Regions from separate parts of the Rattus norvegicus genome. Here region 1 is linked to region 2. A link is a contact called in public Hi-C data. All regions are on one chromosome and are shown on one strand. The core of a region is the stretch at or near the end of the contact, and the rest is flanking DNA. Distances in the headings are between cores, read along the strand shown.

Region 1 (6,375 bases), core at 3,512-6,011, 450 kb before region 2:
TCATTGACCCTGGAGCTTGCCAATTCAGCTAGCCTAGTTAGTCAGCTTGCCCCAGGGAAACTCCACTGTTTCTGTGTTTTTGAGTGATAGGATTACACACAGTCTTCCACACCCACCTGGCTTATATATGCTGACTATAAGAGCAAACAAACACTTGTCCACTGGGCCATCTGCTTAGCCCACACCACCTTATTTTTTGAGGCAGGGTCTTTCACTGAACCCGAATTCACTGACTCCACAAGACTGCAAGAAAGTGGCCAGCCACCTTCAGCGATCCCTTCATCTTAACTTTCCCAGTGCTAAGATTACAAGCTGCCTGATTTTTACATGGATCCTGGGGGTGCAAATTCAGGTCATCCTACTTGCTACTTGCATGGTAACCACTTTACCAAAAGCACTTCTTCCCAACTGTCCTGGGTCTCTTGGATGGAGAAGAAGATCATTTATGTAGCAAGCAAGGACTTTACATTCTAGAAGGTATGCATACTTGAGAGCAGCACTCTCCAAATTTAAAGTGCCTGGGATCTTGTTGAAACTAGTTTCTGATTCAAGTGCATCTGGAGAGACATGAGATCCTGTATTCCAAAGCTGTCTCTGGTGATGGAGCTTGAATATGGTAAAGACATTAAAGCCAGAGGAACCCAAGATTTTCTATAATCTGTTTAACTGTTCTGGAATTTTGGTTCCTACTCTACTATAGAAGATGTTATTCATCTCAGGACCTATAGGATACTGGGGAAGTTCTACTCTGAGTGTATCACCGTCACCTCTACTTGGACCAGTCTCTATCTCCACCTGCCGATCCCCTTGGCTCCATTAGACCATATCCCCAATCCAGGAGCCCGCCTCCTTGAAGCCCATGTGCTCTGTGCTTTGTGACATTCGTCATTGTCTACAATAACAGAAGCCTCTGACTGCATTTTGTTTTTTTAGATTTATTCTTTTGTTTCTAAGTGTGTGTGTGTGTGTGTGTGTGTGTGTGTGTGTGTGTGTGTGTGTGTGTGTGAGAGAGAGAGAGAGAGAGAGAGAGAGAGAGAGAGGCCAGAGGCTGATAGTACATCATGCCAGAGTAAGATAATTTACAAAAAAGCCTGGTGTGCCAGATTATGGGATTAATATCAGAATCTGCAATCAAATCACAGGCTATTGTGGTGACTTGAATATGCTTGGCCCAAGGAGTGGCAGTATCAGGAGCTATGACCTTCTTGGAGTAAGTGTGTCCGTGTCACTGTGGGAGAAGGCCTGGATATACTCCTCCTAGCTGCCAGGAAGCTAGTCTTGTATCTGCCTTTGGATGAAGGCAGCTCCTCCTGCACCATGCCTGCCTGGACACTGCCATGCACTACCTTGATGATAATGGATTGAACCTCTGAACTTATAAGCCAGCCTCAGTTAAATGTTGTCCTTTATAAGACTTGCCTTGGTCATGGTGTCTGTTCACAATAGTAAAACCCTAACTAAGACAGCTATCACTTATGAGCTAGGTCATCTGTTATTGTTCTGTCTTAGTTTCCTCTAAAGATGCAATAATGATTTTCATCCAGACCTTTGTGCTAGTTATTGTTCTGGTTGCTATGGTAAAACATCCCCCCCAAAAAAGCAAATTAAGAGAGGGGGCTTTACTATGTGAGGTTTATGGTTTGAATGTGGAGTATCAGGAACATGAGGCAGCTAGTTACATTGTATCTACAATTAAGAAACAGAAAAAGGTTGAGTGCTGGATTCTCAACTCCCTTCTCCTTTGCATGCAACCTCAAATCCCACCCTGTAAAGTGGAGCCTCTCACATCTAGGGTGGCTTTTCTCATCTCAATGAACCTGACACCCAGAACATGGTCCAGAGATAACTTCAGAGGTTTATCACCTGAGTGATTCTACATCCTTTCTATGGTAAATGTATGAGCTCCCTGGCCCCTTTAAAGATCTTGTTAGAGTTTCTGTCTTGACCTTTCATCCTAAACCTGACCCTCATTTAGCTATTGTCCTTTTGCCAAAAACATTCAGTGAAATGGGGAGGACAGTCACATTCTTCAAACTTTGCTTTACAATGAAGAAATCAAGGTCTTGACATGAGGAAGACCCCAGGGACGGTCACACCTGTTGTCCCCTAGCCCACATTTTTTTTAAATTTGACTCAGGTGACAATTTAAGCATCATGCCTCCAGGTGGCCCACCCTGGTGGATTGGCACTAGTCACACATTGATTTATGCATGAAGTTAGCCTCTGTTTCTTAAGTCCGGAAGCTTCCCTGGCTTTTGAAAAGAATGTAGCGCCATCCTTTGCAGCTTTCCGGATACATTACTGAGTCTGTCCGACTCTCCAACAAGCCTGTGAGCATTTCTGAACCCTGCAGAGTGTGTCAGCAATGGCTGGTAGAGAAGGTAATGCAGGTATCTTTGCGGTGTGCCTGTTTAGTGATTTCCAAAGGAGAACTCCCCTAAATATTGTTTCGTTGACGCACGCAGAGAGGCTGGAGGGAGGTGATCCTTATGCTCGGCAGCTGGAGAAAACCAGCTTGTGGATGCTACAGTGAAGTGGAGTTTATTGTCTTACTACTTTGCGAGGTCAGAACTAGGATGCTCACCATGCAACAGGGCTGGGATTCCCATGAGGTCGCTCCTAGACTTTACAGTGCTACACACTCCTCGGAGAAGCTGGGACTTCCGTCCCATGAGTCCTATGGAGGTTACTGTGAGATACATGTGTTGAGTTCTTATACACACATTATCCAATGGAAGCCTCCCAGGACACTGCCGTGTATCTACCATATACCTTTTATTGATGGAACAAACGATGAGGCTCAAAATAACCTAGAGGTTTATTCAGAGACAACTGAGTACAAAGCAAATTTCCATTGAATTGAATCCCCCAGAGTCCTGTAAGCTTTTTACATTTCTTGTTCTAGTTTTCTCACTAACATGAAAAACATTAGGGGTGGTAGCACATGAATCAGTAGAAATCACGCATCTGGGAAGTAGTAACCGCTGACTTACTGGTTTGTTCTTGTTGTTTCTTTTGTTTTCAGACAGAGTTTTATGATCCTATGCTACTCAAAATTACTCTGTAGCTGAGGATGACTTTTAACCTCCAGTCTTCTTGCTTCTACACACTGAGTATTGGAATTATCAGCATACACCACCACATCTAGTTTATGTGGCACCAGGGATTGAACCTGGAGCTTCATGCATGCTAGGCTAGCACTCTATCTACTGGGTTGCTCGTTCAACCTTCTGCTGACATACCGGATTAAACATATCTACTTCACTTTTCAGCAGTTGGGTTTCTAACTGCTGGAGCTGGAGATACAATGGCTTAGTAAAGAGTGTATGTTGTTTTTGCAGAGGTCTTGAGTTTTGTTCCCAGCATCCATGTACAGAGGCTCACACCACCTGTAACTGCAGCTCTTCACCTGGTCTCCATCCACACCTGCACTTATGTGCACATCCTTACACACACACACACACACACACACACACACACACACACAAACACATACAATACACACACATATACACACACATACACACACAAACACATACACACATATACACACACATACACACACAAACACATACACATATACACACACATACACACACACAAACACATACACACACAAACACATACACATACACACACATACACACACGAACACATACACACACATATACACACACATACACACACACAAACACATACAAACACAAATACATACACACACAAACATACACACACAAACACATACACACACATATACACACAAACACATACACAAACAAACATACACACACAAACACATACACACACATATACACACACATACACACACAAACACACACACAGACACACATACAAACATATACACACATACACACACAAACACACAATACACATACATATACACACACACAAACACACACATAGGCATATACACACATACACATACATATACACACAAACACATACACAAGCACACGCACATACATATATACACATATACACATATACACAAACACACATACACACACAATAAGCTTTTAAACTATTTTTATGAAATAAGATTCTATAAAATGTGTTGTTACCTATTCTTTAACCATAAATGCAGACTACCCACATTTCTGTTTTGTTTTTACCTACAAGGTCATGTCTAGTGATTGCAAGTAAAATTCCAGTTTCTATTTCACCAGAATGTATTTAGTGAGACTTTATTACATGATGAGATTGTACAACGATTTAGGCCACTCCCAAAGTTCTGTTATTACAGAGGATTGCACAACAAGCAGACTAAAAAAATCCTTTATGCACATCTATTATTAAAGTAAATTTTTACAAGTAACTTCAGTAGGCATGTCATCAAATTGCTTTACAGGGAAGGAATAGCAAACTTACCCCAGCAGCAGTATAGTGGGGAGCTCCCCTCTCACAGCACTGGCCGGCAGTAGATGTGAGAACTTTGAAAACTCTTGTTAGGTCTTTTATTTTGAATTAAATGTGAGACTCTGGGAATGATTCATTCACAACTGCCTAAGGAAAGCTTGGTGGGAAACATGTACGTGCTCATTAAAAATTTCATGAGGTTCCCAGACACTCAGAGACTCATACTCTCCTCCCTGTATTGAGGAAGCTCAGAGAAACAAGAAACATTCTCCCCCAGCTATGACTTTGTTGCCATCGAGGCACATGGGGTTCACCGGGTGTGTCACTGTTGGTCTACTGTGACTCTTAGTGTTCCTAGAGGCAATGTGCTAACAAGGAGGCCCTAGTAGTACAATATGGAGTCATGCAGCTATGTGACTCATGAGGTGACTCGGGCAAGACCATGCAGACTGCCAGGAGCCAACCCATAGTCACGCAACTTTCAGATCTGGACACATGAAGGGCGTACTCTCTGGCGGGTGCCCCTATCTGGGTGTTATCTTTGCTGATGTGTAAGGTACTGCATCAGGTCTTTTACATCAACATCATGATTTTTGAACCAGCAGGTTGCTGCTAAGGTCACAGAGACCTCAGGTCACATAGCAAGTGCTCATGAGGAAGACTGAGGACAACTAATCTAAAGCATGGGTTTTCCTTCCTCTGGTTTTATGCTCTAATTACTATGCTTTTGAAGACCCCAATGGCTCCAGCTGCCTCAGTGTCTCCTTCTGTTTGCCTCACACTCTACATTAAGAGTGTGACAGGCAGAAAGCTATTCTGCAGCAGTGTGTCAGGACATGGGTCTACATTCGGCTGTTTGTGCTTTCAGGTGACAATGCCACCTGAATCTTTCAGCATAATATCTAGTTTTATGACAGGTCCATATTGTACATTGTCAACTGTAGGCAAAAGGAAATTTAGGGAAGAGAGAGGAGGGTGATAAGGCAATGGATGATAGGCATGAATCTAGTCCAATAACTTATGAAAAGATGCTTGACTCTTTTCTCTTTGACAATGGAGATGAAGACCCTCAATTTGGAAGTCTACAAGGTCTGTGTATGAACAGAAGAAATGAAGAGACTCAGGGCATATGCTATCCTCTGGGTAAACAACAGTATCTTCTGAGTCTAGTGCGTGTGTGCCTGTGTGTGTGTGTGTGTGTGTGTGTGTGTGTGTGTGTGTGTGTGTGTGTGTGTGTAGGCCAGAAGTCAACTTCAAATTTTATTGAGGATGGTCATCTATCTTTTGAGACAGGGTCTCTCCAAGGCACTTGGGGGCTCACTGGTCAGCCAATGAGGCCTAAGAACCCCACATTTTCCTTTCTCCCTTGCTCTGGGATTATAAATGTATGATACCACTCCTGCCTTTCTGAGGATTGCTTTCTGAGAATTGAAATTGGGTTCTCACATTTGTGCAGCAAGCTCTTCAAAGACCAAGTTCCCTCTGCGGTCCTTTTCTCGTCTAGAACTTTGGGTGAATCCCAGGGGCTCTTTGTGACCTTTGGCAAAGGCTCTACACCCTGGATGTGGCATGGAGTCCTCCATGGGAAGCATTTCTTAGGTTCTTCTGTGTAGGAACCTGGGATATGTCTCCTCTTCATTTCCCATTGGAATCACCAGTGAGGCTACAGCTCACCATTGATGCCATTGATGTCATTTTTTCCTGATAAGAGCCAAACCATCATGTGACAAACTGATTTTATAACAGGGGAAGATCTATATCTAATATTAAAACTCCTTCTTTCCAAATTTCCTCTTATAAGTTAGCTTATGGTGATTTACCATTACACTGTGGTTATATTGATATTTTTCTGAAATATTACACAACAGATACTGCTGAAGAAGCCAGTGGGAGAAGATTCCTTTCCATGGTGTGGTTTAGTGCAGTAATTACCACTAATCATAGCAGTAATGAGCCCCATTCACCTAGAGCTATAAACACTCAAATAATAGCCCATAG
Region 2 (6,854 bases), core at 1,452-3,951:
TCCGACGTGTCAATAACGGGGCTCGAGATGGCGGGGGCTGATAGCGCGCATCGATCCGCACCCGGCCCAAAGCAGCAAGGCTACAAGACACCAGCCAGCGGTGGGACGCCTGTGGCTACCTTTTGCCTGGCCCCCTGGCGGGCCCAACGCTGACCCTGGACCCAAGCCCCTGCCGTTCTCCTCGAGGCCTGCACGGCCCTCATAGAAACTCCTGGTCTGTGCAAAGAGCAGCAGGCCTGAGCCCCCTCTTCCAGAGCCCAGCAGCTGACCTTGGGTAGGTGCTACAGCAGCAGAAAAGAAAGCAGAGAATTGACCTAAGATAGACAGATAGCTACTAACGGGCACATTTGCGAAGGAGAGAGTGAAAGAAAGAAATCAAGGCCGAAGAGACAGGAGAGCCCTGCTGCTGGGCACATGCTGGCTGATTCCCTTGCCTAGGGTCCAGCTTTCGAACCTACCCCTGGCCTGCTTGCTTTGCTCTCCTAAGGCCTGCCAGCTCCAGCGAGCAGTGGCTGCTCACCTTTCTAGCCTTTCTCTACATTCTACCCACGCGGGTTGACTCCCCATACCCGGGCGGGGCGCAAGGGATGGCGCTTTTCTTTTTTCTGTCTCCCCCCATATCTGTCTTTATGAAAATGGACTCTCCATAGAATAATATCCACAGTGTTTGTTTAAAACACGCAGCAAAGAATATTTCTCTGATTCATTTCCCTGGCTAAATCCAGTGCTGGCAGGACTAAGACGATAGATGCAGATCCAAGCCACTAGGCCTATCTTCCCGCCAGCTCAAAGCGCCCTTTCCCTACTCAATATTTCAATAGTAATTATATATCTTTCTTCTAGATAATAAAATAAAATATAAAAATGACCCCAGGGCTCAGAGTTCGTAAAATCAAAGGACAGAAACTAGAGCCTTCTGTGCGTGCCAATAGCTGTGACTTCCTTGGTGGCAAAGGCCAGCATTGCAGAATCGAGCACACTTTGGGTTGTGACTGGGACCCGCGGCAAGAGAAGTCAAACATGAAGTTGATAGAGCTTCAAACCTGGCTTGCTCTCCCCAGAGCGGGGGGGTTTGGAAATTCTAGGACATGGCCAGGGCCTGAACGCGTGTGTACATCCGGGCCCCTGTACTCACCAGAGGATGGACGGTCCGAGTAGCGTGTGCAGTAGACCCAGGCGGGCCAGACTAGGGGTTGCTGCGAGTCAGTCTTGACTACCGGCCCACCGTTAGCCGAACCCATGAGTAGGATCGCGGGGTTGTGTTCCGGGAACTTGGCACCCTGCGCCCCAGGACTTCCTGCGCTGCCTCCACTGCCACCGCCACTGTCCGAGGGCTTCGATGCTGCGGCCGCCGCCGCTGCCACTGCCGCTGCAGCCGCTGCCGCGGCTGCAGCCGCCGCAGCAGCCGGGTTCCCCGCTTTGGATGCGCCCGCGCCGACGGCGGTGGCGGGCTGGGAGCCGTCGGGTGGGCCACAGTTCGCATCTGGAGCACACAAGAGCGAGGCAGCGCCCGAAGCTCGTGTGCCCAGAGAGTGGACAGGGTCTCTACCTGCACCAGTCTGGCTTCGGTCACGCTCCACGCGGCTTCCACCTCCTGCTGCACCTCCTCCGGCTGCAGCCGAAGCCACTAGGAGCTGCGGCAGGGGCTGTTCCTTTTTGCAACCAAAATCGGGCCTTAGAATGTTATCGATGAAAAAGTTGGTGGTGCGGTGCAGCTGGGCCGCGGGCTGCGGCTGGTGAGCAGGCGCCGCGAGATGCTGCGGTGGCGGCGGCGGCGGCGGCGGTGGCGGCGGGGGCGGGGGATGCGGGGGGAGGTGCGGGTGATGGGCCAGGGGCGGCAGGCAGGGTGCCGCAGGAGGCGACGGGGGCGCTGGCTGCGGGGACACCGGCACGCTGTCTCCATCGCTGCCGCTGCTGCCGCTGGCTCCTGGGCTGAGACTCAGGCTGAGGCCGCCCGGGGCCGCCGCCGCCACCACCGCCGCCGCCGCTGCCACCGCGCCGAGGCCCGAGTCGCGCTGACTTTTAGGCTCCGGCTGCTGTTCTTCCATGCTCGGCCGCCCGGCAGCCCTGGCCGCGGCGCCGGCCCCCGCCCCCCGCGCCTCGCTCCCCACCCCACTTTGCCAGCGGGCCCGTGGGGGTGCGCGGAGAGGAAGGAGGCAAGGCGAAGCCTCAGCGAAGGCACAGGGCGGGTACAGAAGGAAAAAAGAAAGCCGAGCGTCTGGCCTGGCTCTCGCCCGCTCTGGTGGAGCAAATCTCGCTCTCTCCCTCTCTCTAATTTGTAGACATCCAGATACAGTGAAGACACTTGGCTATTTTTTCCTTTTCTTTTTCTTTTTTTCTTTCAGCAACCAGATTTCAGTGATTGGTCTTAATGGGGGAGTAAGCCTCGGCTTAAAAAAATAAAAGGAGGAAAAAAAGAAAAGAAAAAAATGATTTTTTTAAGCTCCGAGATTTTTTCCTTAAAGGGAAAAAATAGTCTTTAAAGTCTAGCCATCTTCCTAGGCTGTAAAGAGGGGTTTGACTTCCCCAGTGTCACGCTCAGCTGTGCCCAGAGCGCGAGGCTGGCAGCGCCTTTAATCGCCTTTGCTTTTTTGCAGGGAGAGCGCGTCTCCGCCAGTGCCGGGCTCCGTTTTCCCCCCTGAAATCTCTGACAGCTCGGATCTTTGCACAAACTCTCTCGCTTAAAAAAAAAAAAAAAATCACCCAGGCACACTTTTTGCCTTCAAACCGGAAGCACGTGAGTCAGGGCCGCACGTGTGTAGGACCAATGGCGAGCCGGGACTCGCGCTGACACTCAGGGCTCGGCCCAATGGGCGCGCGCGGGACTTTGCGGATAAATAATCCGGGGGCGGCGGCCGTGGGTGGAGAGGGGGTGCAGAGGCTCAGGCCCCGTACGTCCGGCCTGCCCTGCCCCCATCTGTGCCCACGCCCCTCCCCCTCCTTCAGATCCGGACTGAAGAGGGCACGAAGAGATCCGAAAAAGCTAGAATTTGGGATGTAGACAGATAAGAGAAGCAAGTCCACAACTTGTTGGAGAAATACAGGATTATGGGTTCGTGCGCGCTGGGGACAGCGACAGGCGGCAGGGATTTGGGATACCATACCCCACCCCACCCCCACCCCCCGCGCGCCAAAGACATTTAGCTTATATTCTTATATTCTCTCCCTCTCTCCCTCCCTCCCCTCTGTCTCTGTCTCTGTCTCTGTCTGTCTCTGTCTCTGTCTCTGTCTCTCCTCTCTGTTCGAGTGTGTGTGTGTGTGTGTGTGTGTGTGTGTGTGTGTGTGTGTGTGTGTAAATGAATGAAACCAAAGAGATCCGGCATGAGTGAAAGACTTAGGTTATGTCTGGCTACTTTCAGAGATGTAGTTTTTTTCCTACTAATGGCAAACCCAAGAGGCCTGCTACACCTTGATGGCACTGTTGGTTTATGTCAATGGCTAGCCACACTGTCGTTTGAGATCCGCAAACATGCCCTTCCCTCTCTGGATCACCAACACCCCAAGCTGCCGAGATGGGGGTCTGTGAAGCCATGTCCAGAGCTCTAGTGCCGGCCTGGCTAAGGGGAATCCGGGTTGTTCTAACCTGGTAGAGTTGTCTCAAAAGCGAGCCTAAACCAGGCGACATGATGTGCCACCTTTCAAGGCCTAGGTTTGGGTTTCAACTTCAGGGAAACCTCTGTGTTAGATTTCCCTGCAAAGTAGAAATTAAACCAATAAAACTACTGCGCTTCAAATATTTGCCTTGGCTGGCTGAAGGCTGGACAACGGGTTGCCCTAATTCTAAGCTGAACTCGCTGGTATTGCTGCCCACTCCCGGGTGCCTTGGGGTGGAACCCTGAGGATTCTCGCCTCCAGTCGCTCCCACGCTGCTATATTATGGGCATTTCCTCTTTTCCCCGAATGGAGTACCTCAAAAGTTTTTCATTACCAAGGTTAGGGAGGGAAGGGTGGTTCTGGGAGCTGGAGTGATTTCCTGGAGAGCTGTTTTAGAGAGGGTCAGGTACGAATAGATTGTAGAAGCCTTCAGTCCAAGAAAGCCCTCTGCAAAGGAAGCCTTTCCCACCCAATGTTCTGTTGGAGATCCTGGCAGTCCCACGCTTCCTTGATCGCCATCCCCAAATGTTATAGTTTCTGACTACCTCTTTGGCACATAAAAGTTACACTCTCTACCCCTAGTTTAAAAAAAAAAGATTAAAAGTCACAGAGGCTAGATTGGGAAGAAAATACAACCAAACCCACCAGTCTAACCGGAGCAATGATGCAAAGTTTGTCCTGGGGACCCGAGGCAGACCGGAATTCGTCTTTTGCTTGGATTCATCTCGGCTCAGCCGAGGATCTCCCGACTTCCCGGGCCGAGTTTCCAAAAAGCACTGCGCTGGGGCTTGGTGGCAAGAACCTCTCCAGAGTTGAGTCTCTGGGGCCACAGCGGTCTTTCCAACTTTCTGAAGCCACTTCACATCCACTGTGCCGTCTCATGGGTTACCTTCTGTTTCTAACCCAAGGGCTCCCCGAAATCTCCAGTTGCCCTCACTCCTTCCCCCCGAAATAGGGGTGGGATTTTTATTTATATTTAAGTTCGCAAAATTGAAATCTTTATCCCGCAAGCGACCGTGGGTACTTAATTAAATTCTAATTAGGACACTATCAATATCCTATTTAGCCGCGTAGCTTTTGTGCACCGCGGTCCCTTTCAGCGCCGTAAATAGGGTCTCGACGCCTTATCTCGCCTGCAGGAGACGCCGTGAGAAGGGCTGCGGAAGATAATTTATAGGTTTTAATTACTCTTCATTCCGCCTGATCAGCTTGGCGTTCATCACAGGCCTGTGAATAAAACCCTGGTCAAAAGCTCTGTCACATAGCGCTGGCAAGACGTTTAATCAAAGTGAGCGGCCCCGCGCGCCGCGCGGCCCGGTCCTGTACGTAATTTCCAGCCAGCTGATAAAGCCAGCTGAATAATGCGGCGGCCCTTTGGAGACACCATTTACAGAAATGACTTTATTGACGGCTTAACGTCGGTAATTCATTTTACCTTTCATGTAGTAGAGCTCGGATTTGTTACAGTAATAGGATGATAAATGCATCCGCGGCCCACGAGCTCCGGCTGGATTAGGCGATGCTCCTCTACAGCGCGCTGGCTTGTTCCCCCCCCCACTCCACCCCCCAGATCCAGCCCCGGACGGATGCTCCTTTAGACCTGTCGCCTGAGCTCCACGACCCCCACCCAGGCTCCACGCCTTCCTCTCCCTCCTAAAACTGAACGTAGTGTAGGGAACACTATGTGACTGTGCTGACGTCCTGGCAAGCCTTGATGAGAGATGTGTGCAGACTGAGTGAGCAAATATTGGCTGAGACACTTGTGTGAGGGGTCCAGAGAACTCCGAGTCCAGGGCTGGCATGTGGGTGAGAAGCTACAGCGGGGGCAGGGTGAGTGGTGTGTTCAAGCATCGGGGAAAGGGGCTTGGTGTCTGTGTGCAGGGTGCATGCCAGTGTGACTGCGTTGGAGTCCTGGTGTTTTTCAAGATACTCTCCTCCCTCTGCCTTTGGTAGTTGAGGAATGTCTTGCCATTTGATAAATGCCCACGCCAGGATAGTAGACAGGTAAGGCAGCAGGAAGCAGGTTTGGGAACTGAGCAGAAATGAAACGCGTCTTCTCTCTCCAAACACATCCAGCTCCTGAGTCCTACGTACAGAAACTAATGGAGATCAGCACATCCTCCCAAGGATGTTTTAAGCCTCGGCTACGGTTACCCCTGCAAGAGGCATCCCAGCAGGACACAGAATGGGTATTACCTCCTTGTTAGACTCACTGTCCCCCTTGCCACCTTTTCATATCTAGCCCAAGTGAACTGGGGGTGGGGGGAACCACAAAGAAGAAAAGGATTTTTGCTTGATTCCAAATGCTAAAAGGTGTGAGAGTGTAAGATAGCCTTCTACCCCCAAAGCAACCCCCCTGGGCTAGGAAGCATGATACACTGAATAAAGAGAACCCCCAAACCCTCCAATCCCCCCCCCAGTAGTCCCTGAACATCCTCCATTCCTAGAGGCTCAACTCTGGCAAAGACATCTGGCCAGGCAGAGGGGAAAGTGTATATGTGCTTGAGAGAAAGAAAGGAGGGCTGCCGGGAACTTTTGAGACCAGACAAAGGATGTTTTCTAGTGGTGAAAACGAAGAACGTGTATCTATTTCCTCTCTCCTGGTAAACAGCCACAAATCATTTAAGAGCCTGTGTTTGTGTCTGTTCCCCTGTGTGCCTGAGAGCTATCCACGGAAAAATCGTCTACAAAAGCATTGCTGGTGTGTTGGTGTGTAACTCTGTGTAGGACGGGAGATCCTTAAATGACTTGGGCCCAAGTCAGCCCCACCAACGTGTTTGCTGAAATGCATTTGCTGGGAGCTCATCGTGTTCAGGAAGGGAAATCTCCTACCATTTGGGGTTTTCTAAAGAGTTTTGAATTTCGTTTGTGCTGAGACGACCTAAGAGTTCTCTCCAGCTCCCACCTTAAAAATGGAGGTGGGAGAGGTGAGTGCAAATCTAAAAGCCAACCCTCTTGGCTCGGAATGGAGCTCAGTGGCCTGCAGTAAGTGGTGTTGCCTGCACACGGTGGTAATCCCATTTCCAGCGTAGATCAGATGGCCGTGGGGCCTTGTGGTGCGGGACATGAATGAGTTGTCCCAGCACAATAGCTTGCAGCCTTCCTACGGGGACTGGGTGACCAGCGGGTTTTGTTGCGAGTGAATGCGAGGAGATTTCTGGTACAAGTTCGGGCATTATCGTGAGCTAGAAGGTCAGACTATACATTGCAGGTCCCCAAAGCCTATAGACCTTGGGAAATGTGAGGCCTCTAGCCGCGTG

Evidence for each region. A called contact is a pair of places that touch in the nucleus more often than the background predicts.
Region 1: a Hi-C map of the Rat2 cell line shows a contact between it and region 2, with 3 times the contacts expected there. The contact joins the enhancer-like site here to the promoter of En1 in region 2. A contact is called at or near these places in 4 of 12 Hi-C or Micro-C datasets (the Rat2 cell line, Schwann cells, kidney and 1 more).

The regions. Positions count from the first base shown.
Region 1 is chr13:34,756,512-34,762,886 of GRCr8, reverse strand. No RefSeq gene overlaps it. Among named protein-coding and RNA genes, the nearest start is that of Insig2, 280 kb to the left of the region's middle. Within about 2 kb of position 4,761, at least 3 of the 93 cell types and tissues checked have an H3K27ac peak or open chromatin away from gene starts, as enhancers often do.
Region 2 is chr13:34,299,531-34,306,384 of GRCr8, reverse strand. En1 (engrailed homeobox 1) reads right to left here and starts at 2,701. Exons shown (of 2, transcript NM_001398705.1): 1 at 1,136-2,701. The coding sequence starts at 2,048.